Linked DNA regions of Hordeum vulgare: region 1 is linked to region 2. A link is a contact called in public Hi-C data. All regions are on one chromosome and are shown on one strand. The core of a region is the stretch at or near the end of the contact, and the rest is flanking DNA. Distances in the headings are between cores, read along the strand shown.

Region 1 (3,220 bases), core at 648-3,147, 860 kb before region 2:
CAAGTTAAGCATTGACAGCAGCTTGAGGTACAGTTATGCAGAAATACATGTCTCTTAACTATGGTGGCAAAAACTGCAAACTTACTTGCTTCTGATAGGAAGCTCGTGAAATGATTGGAAGATTGCTGGCTAGACTTGTCATCTCTCGGCCAACTTGTTCAAACTTCTCCCATATCTATATCATGCACAAATATACATACATATTAAAGTATTATTTGCCTGAATGTTTCATGAAATACTTATAGCAAGCAAAAGAAAGGGATGAAAAGTTGAAAAGACCAAAAATAAGAAGAGCAGCACACGTCTTCTCAGAGGGGTAGGAGGTGGTGCACTAAGGTCTACACAGCTACACCGAATCTAACCATTAGTTGATTTTACCCCAACACATTAAAGTTGTTTTTCGCTATCTGTCCATTTTAGTAACCGAAAGGAGGAAAATAAAACTTCCTCACTTGGATTGATGCTCCAGCATTGAGCTGCACATGCAGAAGAATGATTCGACAATTTACGTGTGCTCGCAGATGCCATGGTGAAAATACAGGGACCATTTGAGACACTACAGTATATAAAAGGCCTGTTCTAGGCTGCCAAGCAGAAGTGATGCTGACGTGTCTCTATTTGAAATCATAAAACACAGTAATAATCATAGTTAAAGAAGGCACACTTAGGCTCTAGGCGATAAGAAAACGACTAGCGCTGAAATACGCTTAATCTGCGCATAAGCATGCGCCTTGGTTATAAAAGTGCAATGCGATGACAAAACGCACACACAATTAACACCTAGAGCTTTTTTGAACTATTGTAATAATCAAGAACGCGGCTACTTTTTCCAATGAATGATTGAGAAGCAGTTACCTGCTGGATGTGGTCGTTGAACAGAGCCGGGTTCCGTGCATAGTTTCCATTTCTCATGTTGGTGTCAATTTTCCCCAAATCAATGACCTCATGAACCTTACTCACATGGAAAGTTCCAACTAGCAAATCACACAACAAGGCAAACTTCTCCGAGACAAAAATGTCAAGGAGAGCATTATTGCACATTGCTGTGTTGGCATCCAAAGATGCTGCAGTTGCATCTTTTAATGCAATAGAGGAGCTAATCTCTTTAGCACCTGCTACTCCAGCAGGATGCTCTTCTGACGCTCCTTGGCCTTTATTTAGGTCACCCTGGTAATCACAGAGAAATTCAGTATCAGGGGAAATTCCTATCATAGACATTATACACTAGGTTGCTTCTTCTATGAGATATATGTTCTGAACAAGAACATCATTACTGACTTTTTGCACTGATTGACAGCAATTGTATCTGAGCGCATCTTGTATGCAGCTCTGAATCCCCCCACCCTTATTTACACCTGGGGATTGCAGGAAACCCTCCAACGTGTCCCTCCAAGTAATCCAATGTCTGGGCAGCATGTGGTGGCCATCTTGCCCGGAACTGCCGCTACAGGGGACGATGGTGGCACAAGGCTGCAGACAGAGCAAGCAAAGGAAAAGCAGTGAGCACAGATTTCAGTTATGTAGAATATCTGCAGAGGAAAAGATATTTCGTCTATTGGGTACAGAATTGCTAGGCAGCGGCAAGATTCATAGCATTGGAAGAACCTAGTGTGCAAATCTAGGCGCTTCAAAATGAAATCTTGGCCGGCCGGTGGCACAAAAGAGCAAAGACAGCCAAATATTCCAACTGCAACGGCAAGAAAGGGGTCTGGGGAAGAAGAAAGAAGACGACCAGGCTAGGGATTGCAATGCTTACCGCTCCGGGGTCGGAGGTGGCGCCGCAGGCGGCCGTGCGGCGGCGCTTGTAGGTGACGAGGACCTCGGGCGACGGCTGCTCCCCCGGGGCAGGGCGCTTGGGAGAGGCCAGCGGCGGGGCGGCGGCGTCCTGGGAGGTCATATTCCGGCACGGCGGCCGCAGCACATGCCCAGCAAAGAGCGCGCACGTGGCCGGAACCGGGAGCGAAGCCTCGGAGGGGTGAGAGGGAGCGAGTTTCTAGGGTTTCCGGCGGGGGGTTACGGAGGAGGATTTGGGTTGGGATCTCCCGGTGAGGGGGAGGGGAGGGGAGGGGAGCAGCAGAGCAAAGCAGAGAGGAGAGGGGAGCGGGACAAGGTGAGAGATGAGTTTTGGGAAGAGGAAAAACGGAAAAGGGAAAGCCAGACGGACGGACTGTTGGTGTTGGGCCTTCTATCTGGGAAGGGACGGCTATCTATACTGCCCCCTCCGAGTCAGCTTTGGACATGGGCAATTCGGCATGGCCTCTCTGATTTGTATCTGCTCCGTTGCCGGTGCGGGCTGCATCCCCTCGGAGGTGGATGGCAGCGCAGTGGGGCGGAGATCGGAGGTGGCCGGCGGTGGGGCGGAGTACAGGTGCGACTGCAGAGGGGCAGGGGGGGACTGGAGGTGGAGGTCCTGGATGGTCGGTGGAGTGAAGAGGAGCGGGCGGTGGTCGGCGGAGAGGAGTGAGGGCGGAGGAGAAGGAAGACCGGCTGTCAATGGAGCAGCCGCGGGGCCGGGCAGGGTCGTCGCGGCGGGAGGCGGCCGGCGTACGACGGTACGAGTAGTGGTGGAGGAACGGCGGCGACCGGTGGAAGAGACACGGGGCAGGGTTGCTCGCGATTGAAGAGGGCGGTGGCAGGAAGGACGGCTCCGGCGGCGGCGGCGGCGGCGGCGGCGGCGGCGTCGTGCTCGTGCGCGGAAGAGAGGGGATTCGAGCGAAGAGATGCGAGAAAACCAGACACGACCGATGGTGCTGTTTAGTGGCTATGGTTTAGAGCATCTCCAACGCACCCGCGGCAGCACAGGGCTTTAAATTTTATTTACAGCGCCGAAATAGCTAATAACACGACGCGCTTTAAATTTTATTTACAGCACCGAAATAGCTATAACACGACGCGTTAAGATTTTAAAAACTGCTTCAAAACAGGCGGATGCACGCAGCTCAGGCCCTGTTTGTTTCATAAGTCCTATGATTTTTTTAAGTCCCAACTTATAAGTCATAAGTCTCTACCTGTTTGTTTACAAGGACTTATAAGTCCCGAATCCCTACCTGTTTGTTTACAGGGACTTATAAGTCCATGTTGTAGAAAACGAGACGGCGGGGGGACGAACCGAGTGGCGACGGGGCGGCGGCCGGGTGGCGACGGGGCGGGGCGGCGACGGGGCGGGGGCGGCGACGGGGCGGGGCGGCGATTGGGCGGCGACGGGGCGGCCCGGGCGGTG
Region 2 (3,269 bases), core at 23-2,522:
GGCTCGGCTAGGCGATGGTTTGACGACCCAACGGCGGGCGAGGTGGCGGCGTTGCTCCTTGGCGGCGGGGCGACGTGGTGGCGCGACGCGACCGACGGTGCGACCCTAGCCTAGATTTGGGCCTTACGAGCCTCATCTGGGTCCTAATGGGCCGGCACCCGGCGCGACTTCGATGCCTTGTGCATGGTGAGGAGGGGAGCAACTAGGACGTGGCGACGACACCGATGACATGTCTGTTGTAGCGCGATGGCGGGAGCTTTACGGGCTTTGAGGTCTCGGCCGGGCCTGTGGGCCTACGGGCCTGGCATGCTCCTGCTATTGCGTCTGGTCGACTACCATCGTTGACGGTGGATGTTGAGCCCCCCGCGTGTCGACGGTGCTGTTGTCCCTAGTCCCGACTCCTATTCGTCGCTGTGCACGCTTCACCTTGTGGTGTCGTGGTGAGAGGGGGGGGGGCTTCAAGACCCTGTTGACGCAGTATGGAGGTTGGTTTGGCGTCGTCATCGTCTCAGTCCTTCTCGGAGTGGTGATTGGTACCGGCGCTTCAAAGTCTTGGAGCTTGGTGGAAGATCCCTCATGGACGCAACGGTCACGAGGCTTCTTTATTTTTTTTGATCCGCCGATGTCAGCATTTTTTTTTAAACATGACTGTGTTGCTTCCGTCCTAACATCTACCGATAGATGTTTCAGTTGGTTGATTTGTAATACAAAGCGAGGAAAACCGTTTTTTAGATAACCACCCATTTTCCATTCCCTCACAAACAAATGATCGGGATGATATTTACTCGTCGCCCCAGTTAGAAAATGTTTGACAATTTCGTAAGGAAGGAAAACATCGTATAAGATTATAAAAAAAAGCATTTGCAAAATAGCCCCCCCTCCCCAAAAAAACATAATGTGATTGTTAACATGCATATATAATTAGTAGGAAGAAAATGATGGGCACGACGATTGCGCAGGCTTGATGGGCACATAAATGGATACGTACACAAACACGTCCCAATCCTCATTTCCAGCCTCCACTACTGACTCGTGACTTGTGAGCCGCCTCAAATCCTCGTCCACCACTAGTGTTAAATTCGAACTCAGCGACCCCAACACAAATAGATTTTGCTCCAATGTAGTAATGCAAACATAATTTAAATTTGAACCGTAGGCATTTCAAATTCAAATTTCCGAAACCAGACTGCTCTCACGTGGCAATCATAGGGACGAGACTCACCGCGCCGGAAGAAACCTATAAAAATCCCTTCTTTCCGCCTCGGCTCCCCCGCGTGACATGATCCATTATTCATGGCGCACGCCACCGTCCAGGGCGCGCCCATGACACGCCCGTGCCCGCGCCCGTCAGCCCCCCTGGTCGTCTTCCTCGTCCTGCTCGCCTCCTGCTACCTCGCCCTCACGCGCCTCCCCGCCGCGGCCCCGCTAGCCGCCCTGATCGCCCCCTCCTCGGGCCATGGTTCCGGCCACGGCGCCGTCGACAGCTGTGCCGGGTTCTACCGCGGCGCGGGGAGGCGCGCGGTGACAGCGTCCGTGGAGGAGTTCGGGGCCGTGGGCGACGGGGTCACGTCCAACACGGCGGCGTTCCAGCGCGCCGTGGCTGCTCTGGAGGAGAGGGGCGGCGGCGGCGGCGCCAGGCTGGAGGTGCCGGCGGGGCGGTGGCTCACGGGGAGCTTCAACCTCACCAGCCGCTTCACGCTCTTCCTGCACCATGGCGCGGTCATCCTCGGCTCCCAGGCACGTGATCGGTCCATTGATCCATGTCCGCTAGTTCCTCTTCTTCTTCTTCTTCTTGTTTCATTTAATCAATTCACATTTATTTCTCCTCTCAAATCTTGCTACTACTGTACTAGTATATTACTACAAATTAATAGAGTGCACTCTACTGAGTATAGCGTTCAAACTGAAACAAACACACACATCTGCTAGATGCAAAACTATTTTTCTACCGATGCAAAATTATTTTTCTGCTGATTAGTGGAGACAAATTCTTCTCCAAATAAATCAAGAAATGTCACATAGCTAAGCCACCCAGTAGCCAGGAGCACAGAAACTAGAATCTCAAATCATGTTCATGTTTGATTGGAGGCTGAAAAACTTGCTTCAACACTTGTGCTGTCACTTACCACTGACCAATGAAAAAAAGAAGGGGGAGAGATGCTGTTGTGGGTTGGAATCCTGCACATGCTTGGAGCGGTTGTTGGTTTCTTCCTGTGACTTGTGCAGCTTTGGCACATGTTATTGTTCTAACTACAACACACCGTGTGTGCCTTTGCTTTGCCCTTACTTCTGCTTGGACTGGTCTGGCTTGATGCTACTATGCTACTGTGCTAGTACTTTGCTTGTAGTGCCGTCTCATCTGCTCCATATTGCTAGCACCAAATGGTTACACAAATCTCTAGTTTGGAGCTTTCTGCAGTACTAGCTAGTGCCCATTTTTGGCACATGCAAATGCAGTGGGCATACTAATTTTAAGGATTAATTGCTACTAGTATGTGTGGAGAGTTTATGTGTGATGAACTTGCTAAAGAGATTCCCCCATTTCAGGATACTGTCTACTAGTGCTTTCATGTGAGTGGCGTCTTAGTAGTGCAAAGTTGTTGGGAAAGAAAGCATGATTAAGAGCGTTAGCTAGGAGTTTGACATTGCTGCCATATGCACTCGCACTACAATAATCCACCACCTTCATATTCTAGGACAATCATGGCCTGGTCTTCAAGTCCAACATGGCAACAGGTGAGATTATCTTTAAGGGGACCAATCCCCAGACTGTCGAATTAATAATCATGCCACTTTGTATTTAAGTAGTCCAAGAATCTCTACCAGTACTGCATAAGAGTTGATTGTGTAAATTTGTTTAAGAAGTTCATTGTGTTGATTGCAGCGTTGAACTGTGATGTGCAGGATCCAGAAGAGTGGCCTCTCATTGCACCATTGCCGTCTTACGGGCGCGGAAGGGAAAGATTAGGACCGCGCCACATTAGCCTCATTCATGGACAAGACCTAAATGATGTTGTTATTACTGGTACAGCAACTGTTTAACAGTCTCTACTTTCAACTTTTTATCAAGTAAATATAAATTGTTTATGCAAACCAGAGAGCTGAAGTAGCTCCCTGTAACAGCCGATTCAAGCACAAATTTCAAATTGTGGGCTATACTTCTTGAGAAAACAGTTTGGAGTATACTTGTTGGGAAATAGTGTGTAGGGTATATCATGTGAAGAATTAGCTTTGACTGTACTTGCAAATTGTTCTGCTTTTCCATGTCA

What was found. Hi-C and Micro-C count contacts between places; a contact is called where the count stands out from the background.
Region 1: a contact with region 2 is called in a Hi-C map of leaf, with 5 times the contacts expected there. The contact joins the promoter of LOC123409698 here to the promoter of LOC123412372 in region 2. A contact is called at or near these places in 2 of 6 Hi-C or Micro-C datasets (leaf and seedling).

What each region holds. Positions count from the first base shown.
Region 1 is chr7H:441,101,805-441,105,024 of MorexV3_pseudomolecules_assembly, reverse strand. LOC123409698 (PHD finger protein EHD3-like) reads right to left here and starts at 1,897. Exons shown (of 6, transcript XM_045102561.1): 1 at 1,757-1,897; 2 at 1,279-1,470; 3 at 856-1,167; 4 at 86-175. The coding sequence starts at 1,897.
Region 2 is chr7H:440,244,862-440,248,130 of MorexV3_pseudomolecules_assembly, reverse strand. It overlaps LOC123412372 (probable polygalacturonase), which reads left to right and starts at 1,272. Exons shown (of 5, transcript XM_045105318.1): 1 at 1,272-1,737; 2 at 2,905-3,025. The coding sequence starts at 1,294.